Linked DNA regions of Macaca mulatta: region 1 is linked to region 2. Evidence: chromatin contacts called from public Hi-C data. All regions are on one chromosome and are shown on one strand. Each heading gives the region's core, a stretch centred on a gene start, on an enhancer-like site or on the middle of the called end of the contact. The rest is flanking DNA. Distances are from core to core; before and after follow the strand shown.

Region 1 (6,745 bases), core at 50-2,549, 150 kb after region 2:
TTCCCTGCCTCTGCCACAGGCCGCAGGAGCTGACAAGGCCAAGTCCCCGCCCCCCTCAGCTGTCACCCTGTCAAAACAAAGCCGCTGCTGACAGCGCAGGGCCAGCCTGCCCCGCGGCCTCGGGCAATCCTCCCACCTCGGGAGCACGGCCCCCACATCTGGATCTGCAGCTGGGGATGACAGGGTGCCTAAACTGGCACGGAGAGTGGGTAGCAAGAAATGGGTGTCCTCAAACCAAGCAGTAGCGTCCGCGGCGCTGGGCTGTCACCTTGCCAAATCCTGTTTACACCTCGAGCAGCTGGGACAGCGTTTTAACTAAACAAGTAATAATACAATAATGACAGGGCTGTCACTGCGCGCGGCAGCGCCTCCGCCCCCAGCCGAGGGCGTCAGGCGCCACAAGACCCTCGCCTCGGGCTCTGCCCACCTTCGCACCCCGCGCTTTCCTCCCCTTCGCTTTCCCAAAGCGCCAGGAGTCCGGGAGTCTTCTCCACCCCGACTCCTTGCACCCAGTTCCTCCCAGTGGGACACGGGAAGGGATCGACTGCAGAAGGGACCACTCAGTCCCCCAAAAGATGTTTCCCTGCCCCTGGGTCGCCCACCACATGGAGAGCACCGCTCCACTCCCGCGAAAGTGACTCCAGCGAGCTCCTACAGAGCAACAAAACCCCAGAGTAGCCCGGGAGCTCGGATTCCGAAGCTACTCCTTTCAAGCGGAAGGAATGAAGGGCTCTCCGTCTTAGTGATCCCCTTCTTCAAACCCAGCAGGACTCTTATCCAAGAAGAAGCTAATTGGGCTCGGGCGACAAGAGCACTTCCGCGGTGCAGCGGCCCCAGGCGGGAGGCGGGAGGCGAGAGGCAGAAGGCAGAAGGCGGGAGGCGGAGGTGGAAGCGGGAGGGGGAGGGGGGTCCCGCGGGCTGGGCCCCTAGCACCCATCCGCGGTCCGAGAACGGCGAGCGCGTACCTTGCAGGCGGAGTACACTCCGAGTTTCTCCAGTTTCTTGGCCCGCGGAGCGGAGCGTAGTTGCGCCTTCTTCACGGCGATTCGGGCCGAGCCACCGCCTCCCGGTCCTTCGGCCGTGCCCGCTGCAGCCACTGCCGTTGCCGGACCGCAGGCGCCCGAGCCCCCGGCAGCAGCGGCGCAGGGGGAGCCCTGCGGGGGCGCGGGCGGCAGCACCACGGGCTGCGGGGGCAGCGCCCCGGGCCCGGCCCCTGCCCCGGCTCCTGCCCCGCAGCCGCCCGGCCCGGCCCCGCCAGCCTCGGACATGCCGCCCCGGAGCACGGCAGGAGGCGCCGAGTGTCAGGCGCCGCCGCCGCCGCCAGGGTCTCCCTCTCGGGCTCTGGTCGTCGGGAGAGCGAGACCCTCCCCCCACGCCCTCCCGCCCCCTTCGCCCACCCCCCTCCCCGCCCCCGCCCTCCCCCTCGCGCGCCGCTCGCCGGGCTAGCTCCGGCCGGGCCCCGCGAGCTGATGGTGGCGGCGGCGGCGGCGGCGGCAGCTGCTCCCCCAGGAGGGAGGGGACTAGCGGCTCCGCTGCCGCTGCCGCTGCCGCTGCCGCTGCCACCGCCGCCACAGCACACGCCCTTCCTTGGTTATCCTGCCCGGGACTCTGCTCCGCGCCCTGGCTGCGGACATGTTCCTCGGGGCTGCGGACTGGGTGTGCGTGCGGGCGGGTGCCAGCCTCGCAGTGTGTGCCGGGGCCGGGAGGCCCCCCACGGCTTCTTTTCCGCTGCCCGCGAGGTTTGCACCCCCCACCCCAGTGCCTCGACACCTACTGCTCGCCCGCCAGGGGGCGAGGCCAATCCCTGGGTGTGGGTGAGGGTGGGGACGAGGGTGGGGGTAGGGGACTGGAGCCCAGGCACCTGCTGGCCACCTCCCCCCTCCGCGGCCCCCCATCCGACCCCCGCACGCCCGCACCAGTGGGAGGGGGCCGCCTCTCAGTCATTTGTCCTTCCACTCTCTTCCACCCTGTCTCTGAGCAGAGACAACTTCCTCCACCCTAGCGGGAGCCAGAGGAAAAAAAAAATATTTTTGAAAAGTACCCGTCCATGCTAATCCTTTTCTTTGTTGCTAATTCACCAAAATAAAAGCGTGATGTTTTCCCTTTCTCTTTTTAAATACTTTCTGTCAAACTATGTTTTAATATAATTAACACTTTCTTCCTATAGCAATTTGTGGGTCAAATCTGCCAGAGGAGGGGGAAAAAACTTACTATTCCCTGTACTTTTTGTTTGAAAGTGCTGGTTGCTAAAAGAACGATTGTCTAAAAGCATTGTCAAAATAAAAACTATGTGCAGTGGAAAAAGTTTGAATACAAAAAGTTTGTTAACAGGACTCGTTTCTGGGTGGTGGTTCTATCACGTTACGTAGTTTTCAAAATTGTACCACCAGCGTGCATATTAACCAGGAAAAAGATATAAGCATCATTCAAAAGAATAAATACCGATTTTGGCCTCAAACTTAAAAAAAAAAAAAAAAGAAAAAAAAAAACCCTCAACTCAGTTTTCAACTCTTGTTGAAAACTGTTGTTTTCTCTGTTGATGACTGTGGAGCATACATGTCAGTGCTGCGTTTGAAAGTGGCGTACGGTTGATCGCCTTCTTAAAGCAGGTTTTAAAAGTCCAGGGCTGTTTCTCAGGACCCTTCAGAAGTGCCCTACTTTTTGTTATATGCAATGTGGGTCATAATGTGCTTATTATCAGATTTTATGCATGCTATATAGCTCTCAGGCCAGACGCCTTAAGGGGTGTGCTTTTCGTTGGAAACATTCCCCTTCTCCTTTTTCCAGATTCTCTGTGTTATTTTGACTTGTAATGCAGTGTAATACATAAACATGGGAAGGTGGGGGACTTTGTAGATCTAAACAGTGATATTAGTTTAGACAGGGCAAAAGGCAATATTCTCTCCCAACTTGAGTCCAGTCTTGAGGGGATGAAATGGCAGATTCTTATCAGGTTCCGTTCAGGACAATTAACTTCAGTGCTTCCTTTCTTAGCTTGACGTGCTTCACGTTACCAGTGGTACTCTCTCCTGACTCTGCTGAGAAATTTCGCAGATTTTTGCCATTCTCCTCAAAGCAGGGTGAGAGTCTTAAAGGCTGTGCTTCTCTGATCAAACTCTAACATGGATTTAACAAATACTAATAAGAGCTTGGGTTCTACCTTGTAGGCGTTTGTCAAACTGATGGAATGGTCCACTTGAGATTTGTACATTTCACTGGATGTAAATGTTGCCTCAAAATTTTTTTAAAAAAGAAAAGAATTACAAGCATTGAACTCTATTTAATGGTGCTCTTTGTACTTTGAGATGCGTCAAAAATAAGATGTATGGATGCCTCTATGCATGGGTAAAGGGTGGATGAACAGAGATACGATAAAGCAAATAGGGGACCATATAATAGTAGAGTCTAGGTAATGGGCACACTGCGCAATTCTTTCGACTTTTCTGTATGTTTGAAAATTTTCACAGTAACATATTGGGGGAGGGAACCCGGATTTAACATTAAGTCACCTATCACCTCCTCCTCCCAAGCGTCCCTCAGAATTCAGGAGGCAGACAATTTCCAGGATGTTTTGAAGCAGAATTAGCCATTCTCCTTTCAATCCACTCTGAAAACCATCACTGTCTGTGTGGCGAATGGCTTGTGCCATTAACTGAACATTATTTTTCATTATTTCCCTGCTCAGAGTACCCAGATGACATACTGCCTTAGGCTGAAGGCCCGCAGTTTCAAGACCTATTCAAAGTGTGTTATGAGCACCAGGCAAGGAAATTTCAAGGGCAAAGGATTCAGGAGGCTTATTGCTTTTCCATAACTAGGTTGTTGTAAGCATTCAATATGCTCTTTCTGTGCACACAGTACTTTTAAGAAATGACTACCAAGAAAATAAAAGGCAATGTTTTCATTTACAAAGTGTTTACCACTTACTGAGGTAAAGAAGCTACATTCAGGAAATAAAAGCCTGGAGAGTGGGCATAGTAGAGGCAGGCTGACCACTGGAGGTTACTTGTGGTATATTCACACAATAGAATATTTTATAGCTGTTATACAGAATGACCTTTATAAAAATATAATAACATAGATCTCTAAGAAACACTGTTGAATAAATCTCAGTGCAGCAGTTATGTTAAAAACAAACTCACACTGACATATAAGCACAATTTTGTATATGTTCAATAAAGGCATGGGAAATTCAAAAGTAATGAAAAGATTTTAAAAGGTGCATAGCAATAAAATAAAATTTCAACTTCACAACATGATATTATATAACAAGAAGTTGACAAGGTCCACCCCTTCCCATTCTCCCTGGTGCTGCAGTATACTTCAGCCAAACTCAGGAAACGCTTTCCTACCTCAGGGCCTTTGCATTTGCTGTACTATGCGGATACCCTCCACCAAACAGCATGGCTAGCCCTGTTCATCTGGTATTCCTTGCTCCAAGATGCCTTCCTAAGAAAGGCAAGTTTTGTGGTCATCTATTGTTATATCATCTAGCAGAGTTTCTTGCCATATTGCTTCCTACCAAGGCTACACAGCTTCTGTAATGTACCAGTAACCCTGGATCCCACAGATGGATTGAAATTGTCCCCAGTAAAGGCACAGACGCTAAAGGTACAGATCAAGTGGTCAAAAGTCAAAGTGCAGGTTTGACCCAGCACATGGCCCATGACTGACATTCTTCCCAGCCACCTGCTTTTAGAAACAGCAGTTGGATATGAGTGTGAAATAAAGAGACGTGAGGTCAATGTCTCAGTGGGGCCCCTTGGGCCAACCTTCCTCTGAGGGAAGTGGCTATAATTACTGAACATTTATTTTAAATTAAATAAAATAAATCCTCCTAGGAAAAAAGTATTGAAAATAATAATAAAATGAATCCTAGGATGGGGAAACATAAAATCCCCTTCCCTAGTTTTCAAGCATTTATAAATTAAATCATCATTTCCAGTGTGAATCTTAACCATGTCCCAAATACCATTAGTGCTCTTTTTTTTTTTTTCTTTTTTTTTTTTTTTGAGACGTAGTCTCCCTCTTTTGCCCTGGCTGGAGTGCAGTGGCGCTATCTCAGCTCGCTGCAACCTCCACCTCCTGGGTTCAAGTGATTCTCCTGCCTCAGCCTCCCAAGTAGCTGGAATTACAGGTGCCCACCATCACACCCAGATAATTTTTTATATTTTTAGTAGAGACAGGATTTCACCATGTTGGCCAGGCTGGTCTTGAACTCCTGACCTCATGATTCACCCACCTCGGCCTCCCAAAGTGTTGAGAATTCAGGCGTGAGCCACCATGCCCAGCCCCATTAGTGCTATTTTATTCAACTTTGTTTTTTCTTTTTGAGGCAGGGTCTAGCTCTGTCACCCAACCTGAAGTGCTGTGTTATGATCAAGGCACACTGCAGCCTCCACCTCCTGGACTCAAGTAATCCTCCTACCTGAGTTTCACAAGTGGCTGGGACTACAGGCATGTGCCACCACACTCGGCTATTTTTTTTTTCCAATTTTTATTAGAGACAAGGTCTCAATATGTTGCCCAGACTGGTCTCTCACTCCTGGCCTCAGCAATTTTCCTGCCTGGGTCTCCCAAAGTGTTGGGATTACAGCCATGAGCCACTGCACTACCCAACCTTATTTATTTTTGTTGTTAGTTATTCTTAGTAACAATCTTCTATTATTAATATGAATAGACCTAAGTATATTTGGCTAAGCCTTGCCCTTGTAAAGACAGAGGGGTTTTTTTTATTGCTTTCTGTTTTAAATATTAACACATACTTGTTTCACCAGTTTCCTTATCATTTACAATGAAAGTACAATACAAGCAAAAGAAATGAAGTCAGCTTTCTTCTGAATTCAGGCTAAATGACTTTCTACTTTTCAAAAGCAGTACATGAGAATTTATTGTTTCAAGCACCTTGAAAATTATATAAGGAAATCAAATTTCCGAAGAACCAAACTTTGATATGACCTTGATTTTCTGGAATGATAAGAACATCGTAAATGTTATTCCTGTTAGTGCCAGATAATTGTTTAAAATAAACCTGAGGGATTCTAATTCCCTAAATGTATAAAAACATTCATACATATAGTTTCACAAATTAGGAAAAAAAATCTTTCTCAGAACAGGTTTTCCAATTCAGGGTCCCCTTATAAGGGAAGCCTTTACTGTAAAAGGCATCCATTTCTTAATCCTAACTCCTGATTGGCTGAGCACACGGCCACTGACCTTTAAGTCTAAAATCAAAGCACAGAGCAGTGTGTTCCAATGTATGAAATAGGTGCTCTACATCAGCAAATGCTTTGGGTACGAAAAACAAAGAAAAATGACAACTGTTTAGTATAGTAACATGATATCCCTTCAAAACCATAACAATGTTATATTGTCATAAAATATTTCAAACCCATTGAAAAATAAAGTGATATATGTGTGTATTCACCAACCAGGTTTTTAATGTTTTCATTTTCCATAAATATATATAATAAATATATAATTAAGACTGCTCTTTTATACCTCTCTTTATCTCATTTTATCTCATTTCCCAATTCCCTGCCCACCCCAGAAGTAAATATGGATGGAGGTGTATCTTTGGTCATGTTTTTTGATGTTTGCAAAATAAACCCGTGGAGAAGGATCAAGTGAACTTTCACTGTAAAAGGCTAGACGAAGACATTTGAGGCTTTGTGGGTTGTCATCTCTCATAACTACTCAACTCTGCCAAGGTATCATGTTCTAGGAAAGGACATGTGTTTATCCT
Region 2 (6,431 bases), core at 1,164-3,663:
GGTATATATTTAGAATTAACACCAAAACTATTATATGCTTGTTGTTTATTTTTAAAGACAAGAATTATCTATACCCACACAATGCTCTTAATTTGCCTGGCAATAATTACTCCAGTATTCCCCTTCTTTCAGATGAAAAAAAAAAAAAATTCAAAAGGTGACTACCCACAATTTGTATAACATAAAGAAAAGGAAAAGTAGCAATTTCCACAGACTATTATTCTTAATTAAAATTTTTATTGAACTAATTTTAGATTCTCATGTAACTGTAAAAAATAATACTAAGAAATCCCCCTCACACTTTGCCCAATTTACCCTATAGGTAACATTTTGCAAAACTATCATATAATAGCCAGGATATTGACATTGAAATCTTAGATTTCCTCAGTTTGACCAGCATCCATCTGTTTTGTGTGTTGTGTGTATGTGTGTATGTGTGTGTGTGTGTAAGTTATATTATTGCCTGTGTAGGCTTATATATCCACTACCACAGTGTAGATAAACCACAAGGGCCTAAATGTAAGAAGTAAAACTACAAAACTGTTAAAAGAAAATATAGATATAAATCTTTGTAACTTTGTATTAGTCAATGACTTCTGAGAGATGACATCAAAACCACAAGGAACAGCAAATAAATAAATCAATAATAATTGAGAATTAAATTTTCAATAAAGTTATGGAAATTTAAAATTTTGTGCTTCAAAGTACGCCATTAAGAAAGTGAAAGAACCAGGCGTGTGGTTTGAGCCTATAATCCCAGCTACGTAGGAGGCTGAGGTGGGAGGATACCTTGAAGCCAGGAGTTTGAGCAACAGAGGGAGACTTTGACTCTAAAAAAAAACAAAACAAACAAAAAAAAAAGGTCGGGTGTGGTGGCTCATGCCTGTAATCCCAGCACTCTGGAAGGCTGAGGCGGGTGGATCACCTGAGGTCAGGACTTCGAGTAAAAATCATAAAATCTGCACATAGTAATAAATGTTAGGAACAAGGCAGTTAAAGATTAGTAACAACCAGTTTTATTGGGATTTTAGGAACTTGCAGGGGAGAATGTGAGTGCTCGTTATATTTTATATATATCATAAAGTTAAAATTAACGAAAGTAGAAATAACATGCATTCACATGTTGAAAAACCCTGATAGTAATGCAGCTACAAATATTCACTGTCATTTGAGAGCAAGATTTTTAAGAAGTTAAAATTATTTGAATTACGCCATAACTATTCTAAACATCTACTAAATTAAACAAAGAATTTTGACTAATTGGGTACCCTTTCATAGGTTCTTCTCAGTTTGTCAGCTAGATGACATGTTCCTACACTGTACTTTGCTGATATAATTAAACTATGGATTATCTCTGAATTAGGCTGGGTACCACTGTGATATAATAAAAGGGAGAAGTAGCAGAACATAGTCTAGTTGTTAATAGCATGGACTTTGGAGCCAGGCTTCCTGGGTTCAAACTCCAGTCCACCATTTAGCACTCTTTGAAATATGCCTATTTTTGTTCAAAAAGGAATATGTGCACTCTTCTTGGGAACAGCTGTAGTTTCCACAATATTTTAAAAGAGCTGTTGATTCCAACAGGAATTTAGTTCCCTAAAATCAGCGGCAGTAGAACATTTTGATGTACGAAAGTTATTCATGCTAGGACTCCGGTGGTATTTTCCCTCACTGCCCCTAAATTCAGCCATTTCTATTCTTTAACGCTCTATAATAAACACTTGATTTGAAGTCTGATCCATTTTTAAATTGGGAACGGGGAAGACACCCCTCAAAAAGTCAGAACCTCCAAGCCTTTGGTCAGGGCCAACTATATAATCTCTGTGGGTCGATGTGAAATGAAAACATGACGCTCCTTGCTAAAAATGCAAGACAAAAACCTTCAGCTTACCGATAAGTAGAGAAAGATTGAAAAGAAAAGGAATTGTGGAATGTCTTACCTTTCCTTTTCCTTTCACGCCATCACTTTTAGTGTAAGTGGTTAGCAAATATAATAAGGTTGGTTGGGCATGGTGGCTTAGCCAGTAATCCCACTTTGGGAGGCTGAGGCAGGCGAATCACTAGAGCTCAGGAGTTTGAGACCAGTCTACGCAACATGGCAAAACCCTGTCTCTACAAAAAAATACAAAAATTAGCGGGGCGTGGTGGTGGGTACCTGTAATCCCAGCTACCTGGGAGGCTGGGGCAGGAGAACTGCTTGAACCTGGGAGGTGGAGACTGCAGTGAGCAGAGATCGTGTCACTGCACTCCAACCTGGGAGACAGAGCAAAACTCCGTCTCAAAGAAAATAATAATAATTTCAAGACGGCAAGGGTGAGTCCTTCTGAGCACTTTGTACTTAGGTCCCTAACTACAAAATAAGTGGTTCATGGAAGCCATTTAGTGAGCATCCTGAACACTGTATGACATGGGACAAAAAAACAGTGACAGACACGCATTGCATGAATCACATCTGCTCACAAGATTGCTCCATTGCCTCATCAGACATAACTTACAAAACATAAGTTCAAATATAAACTACTAAGCATTTCAAGATGGCCACAGCAGAGCATTAAACCAAATGCACAGCCCTTCTAAGCACCGGTTGCCTGCTGATAAAGCTGGCCCTACTCTCTGCTCTCACTTTCCACTTCATACTCTTCTGACCTCAAACAACAAAAAAGCTCTCTGCCCATTCCTTCTTGATGCTTCTGCACATATAAGCCACATTGCCCAGTGGCAGTAAACTGAGGATTAATGGAGTTGGTCTGGTTAACTTGGAAAACAAGGGAGTTGTTGGCTGGAGAAGGGTGTTTCAGCCTCTTCCACTCAAGCTAGGACCGGTCCCTAGATTAGAGCAAGCACGTGTTAGCTACCTTTAAAAAACACAACATACCTTCATAAAGAATGCCTAGATTCAAAGCATTTGCTACGTTTTCATTTGTTCCTTTATTGTCCCAGTGAATATTTACTACCTACTTCAAATTGCAACGAGATGCTGACAATTTAGCTATCGATAAAGCAGATGTAGTTCCTGCCCTTATTCAACTTCAAGAAACAGGCAATGAACGACAAGTCAGTGTCACAAGGAATACTCCAAAAATGCAGGGCACTAAGAAAGTGTAAAACAGATACTAAGGGGCTTTAGGGTCAGATAAGTCTTTCTGGAAGAATTAATCTGTACAGTGAAACTTCAGTACACATACGAGAAAGTCAGGCCAAGGGAAAGAATGTTCTTGACAGAACGGTATTGGCAAAAGGGGCAAGAATCTTAAGAAAATGTACAAGTGGTGGAACCAGGAATCGTGGGGCTCTTTAAGGACAAAATATGTTAAAGGAGTCTGAACTTCACCTTAAATGCAACAGGGAGCCACTGTCAAGTTTCCTATTTGATACTTGTTTTGTAAAAATATTACTCTATGAAGAATATAGGGAGTAGAATCTGCGGTCAGAGTGGGTACTAGTGCCATTTTGGGAATAAGATTAGGCTGGAAGCTGGATTGGGGGGAAAAAAGTGGGCATGAGAGAAACTTGGAAAGTAGAGTTGAGAAGACCGTGTGACTGACTGGACGGGCAAAGGTTAAGAGAGGATAAAGAATCATTAAGGATGATTTATCAGGCTTCTAGTCGGTAACTGGATGGATGTTGGTGCCATTTCTCGAGAAGCGTTAAAGAGCCAGAGGTAGCCGGCAAAGAGAAACATGGAGCTCCAATTTTCAGGTATCTGCAGTTTCCCTAATACCTCTTTAATCCAGAATTTGCTCCTTGCTTTGGTTTTAATTCCCCTAAAAGCTGCTTCCGTGTTGCAAGCTGGCTGACCGCTTTAACAGGCAACCAAAGAGATTCTTCTCACAGGAGGAAGGCTTTGAGCACAACCTGGGACACTGGAAGCTGTCAGACTGAAGAAACAGGAAGCTCTGGACTACCGATCACACCCCGTCTTAAAGGTTTCGGAGTGACTCCACCCGCAAAATCCCCACATCTCTGAGGAAAAGGTCCCGGCAGGTCGCCGCGACCCGACCACCAGCTCCGCCCCCGGGCCCGATGGATGCCCGGATGTGGACGTGAGCGAGTTTGAGCCGCGTGACGTCACCTGGCGGGGCGGGACTCTGCCAGCGCCGGTTGGTGTTGGGTGCACGTGACCGCCTCCCAGCCAACCAATGGAGGAACGAGGCGGAAAATTTCGAATGTGGCGACGGTAGTTCCAGGCGACTGGGTACGGTCCTGGAGGGCTCTTTGCGCGTGGCTCGCGCGAGAGAGCCTCGAAGAGCCTTGAAATGTGAGAAGGAGGAAGATAGCTCTTGCAGAAGTAGTGGCCAAGGTATGGTTCTGGACCAGCCCCACCTCCCCTCGGCTTTCCGCCTCCTGAAGGAGGAGGAAGTAGGTTTTAAGGTGGGAAACAAGGGCGTAGTGATCCGTGTTTGACTTCCCTTGGGTTCTCAATACCGTTCTAAATTCGGTGGCCGAAAGCTCGGGCTCTGGAGTCCCACTGGCCGCGCGCTTTTCGCGGTTCAGCCACTCGATCTGCCCGTTCAGATGTTCTGTCTTCCTCTTACGTTAAATAAATGGAGACCCTAATATCCTACTTTGCAAAATTGTGTAGATTAAGTGATGTGCAAATAAAGCTTTTTACGGTAGTTAAAAGCCTGGCTCAACGCAAGAAAATTGACAGCAGTTCTTTGTGCAGCGTGATACCGTTGACGTCCTCATTGTCCAGGCCATTCTCTTCCTCACTTACCCTGAAGAGGCCGGCACTGACTAGTGTCCTACCTGGCTGTCTTCGCAGCAGAACTGATTGGATAGTTATGAACGGAGATCAAATATGCTAGGTTCTTTTGAATCCAGAGCGCCACGCGAGTACTCTACAGATTGAGACCGTCATCTCGCGCTGTAGCCTGGCTGTGCTTTCATTCCTTCTGTCTACCACACCCCCTACTAACACCATCGCCTAATTTAGACAGGATATAAAACTTTTGATATGGAAAGTTTATTTTGTGATTTTAGCTTGATTAAAAGTAATAAGGAAAACTTTAAAATACCTTAACTAAACTAGATCAGTAACTTAATCTGTATGACTCTCAAACATCCTCAATTCTAACTTAATTGTGTAAAACAACCCCTTTACCATTACTGCTTTTAAAAATAGCTATCCTATCTCTGCTAGGAACCTCCCAGTATATATTGTATATACCTTGGTAGAAAGTTCTTAATCTATAATATCTATATTTAAGATTCCAGACACTGCATAGAGGAAAATAAGGCCTGGAGAACATACTCAAGAAAGTGTAAGGTTTAGGAAAATGTTTGACTATCTTAGAGAAGGTAGCGATATCCTTTGTGGTGAAAATTGTATGCATACATTATTATTGGAAACAAGTTTTTTTTCAATTTTAAGATATTCAAAGTGCAATCTAGAGTAAAAGATGTTTCTGAAAAGTGGTTTGACATGTTTAGTAGCATGCTAAAACCTACCTGACTTACAACATTGAAAGATTAAGTATACTTATGTATTTAATACTCAGCGTTTAACTGTATGTACAACAATATTTTATGTCTGATTTGTTATGTTCATAATTCACTGGGAGTTAACAGCCCTAAGTTTTAGCCATACTTTGAGAATACTGGAGTGTTCTTCTGCCCAAGTTCCTGCTCTAGCTCTGTAATTGTTACAATAGCCTAATAAAATTGTATGTAGTGCTACATAGTTTAAACCTCTAAGGATCACCTTGACTTTCTTGAGAGTGTGTGTATATCATAAGCGATAATTAGGTTAAAATTATCTAATTATGGAAAAATAGTTGAATGACCTAATGTGATGAATTAATCATTAAAGAAGAGCTGGAAAACAAAACCCAGATATATAATTGCCTCAGAACTAATGCTGTAAGCCTAAGCACTAAAAGTTGGTCCTAAACATTTTCTTTAAGAAGCATAAATAATAATGGCATCAAGATATAATAATAAGCATTTTCAATAGTGTCTGGCATATATGCCACAGTGAGTATTTGTTAAAGAATGAATAAGTGGCATATTGTGGAATCTTTGGGTTGGAAATCTATATTCAATAAAACTTTTCTATAAAGTGCCTGAGGAGGACAAGAGAACATCAAAAACATGAATGAGATTTTAAAAGGGGAAAATTTATGTTATCAAGTTAGTTAACTATCTACTTTGAGCTAATTCTACAGTTTAGTCTATTTAATGCATTCTTTATGAACAGCGTATGTTTTTTAAAGTTTTATATTTGATAATATTCTCTCTGAGAAAAATTATTTTTTATTGTTTAGGCAAAAGATGGCCAAGGAAAGATGCCTGAAGAAGTCCTTTCAAGATAGTCTTGAAGACATAAAGAAGCGAATGAAAGAGAAAAGGAATAAAAACTTGGCAGAGATTGGCAAACGCAGATCTTTTATAGCTGCACCATGCCAAATAATCAGTAAGAGATTTTTATG

Evidence for each region. A called contact is a pair of places that touch in the nucleus more often than the background predicts.
Region 1: a contact with region 2 is called in a Hi-C map of liver, with 2.9 times the contacts expected there. The contact joins the promoter of KAT2B here to the promoter of SGO1 in region 2. A contact is called at or near these places in 2 of 14 Hi-C or Micro-C datasets (fetal cortex germinal zone and liver).

What each region holds. Positions count from the first base shown.
Region 1 is chr2:28,523,932-28,530,676 of T2T-MMU8v2.0, forward strand. KAT2B (lysine acetyltransferase 2B) reads right to left here and starts at 1,300. Exons shown (of 17, transcript XM_028843649.2): 1 at 966-1,300. The coding sequence starts at 1,268.
Region 2 is chr2:28,373,199-28,379,629 of T2T-MMU8v2.0, forward strand. It overlaps SGO1 (shugoshin 1), which reads left to right and starts at 2,414. Exons shown (of 8, transcript XM_077994150.1): 1 at 2,414-3,699; 2 at 6,267-6,415. The coding sequence starts at 6,274.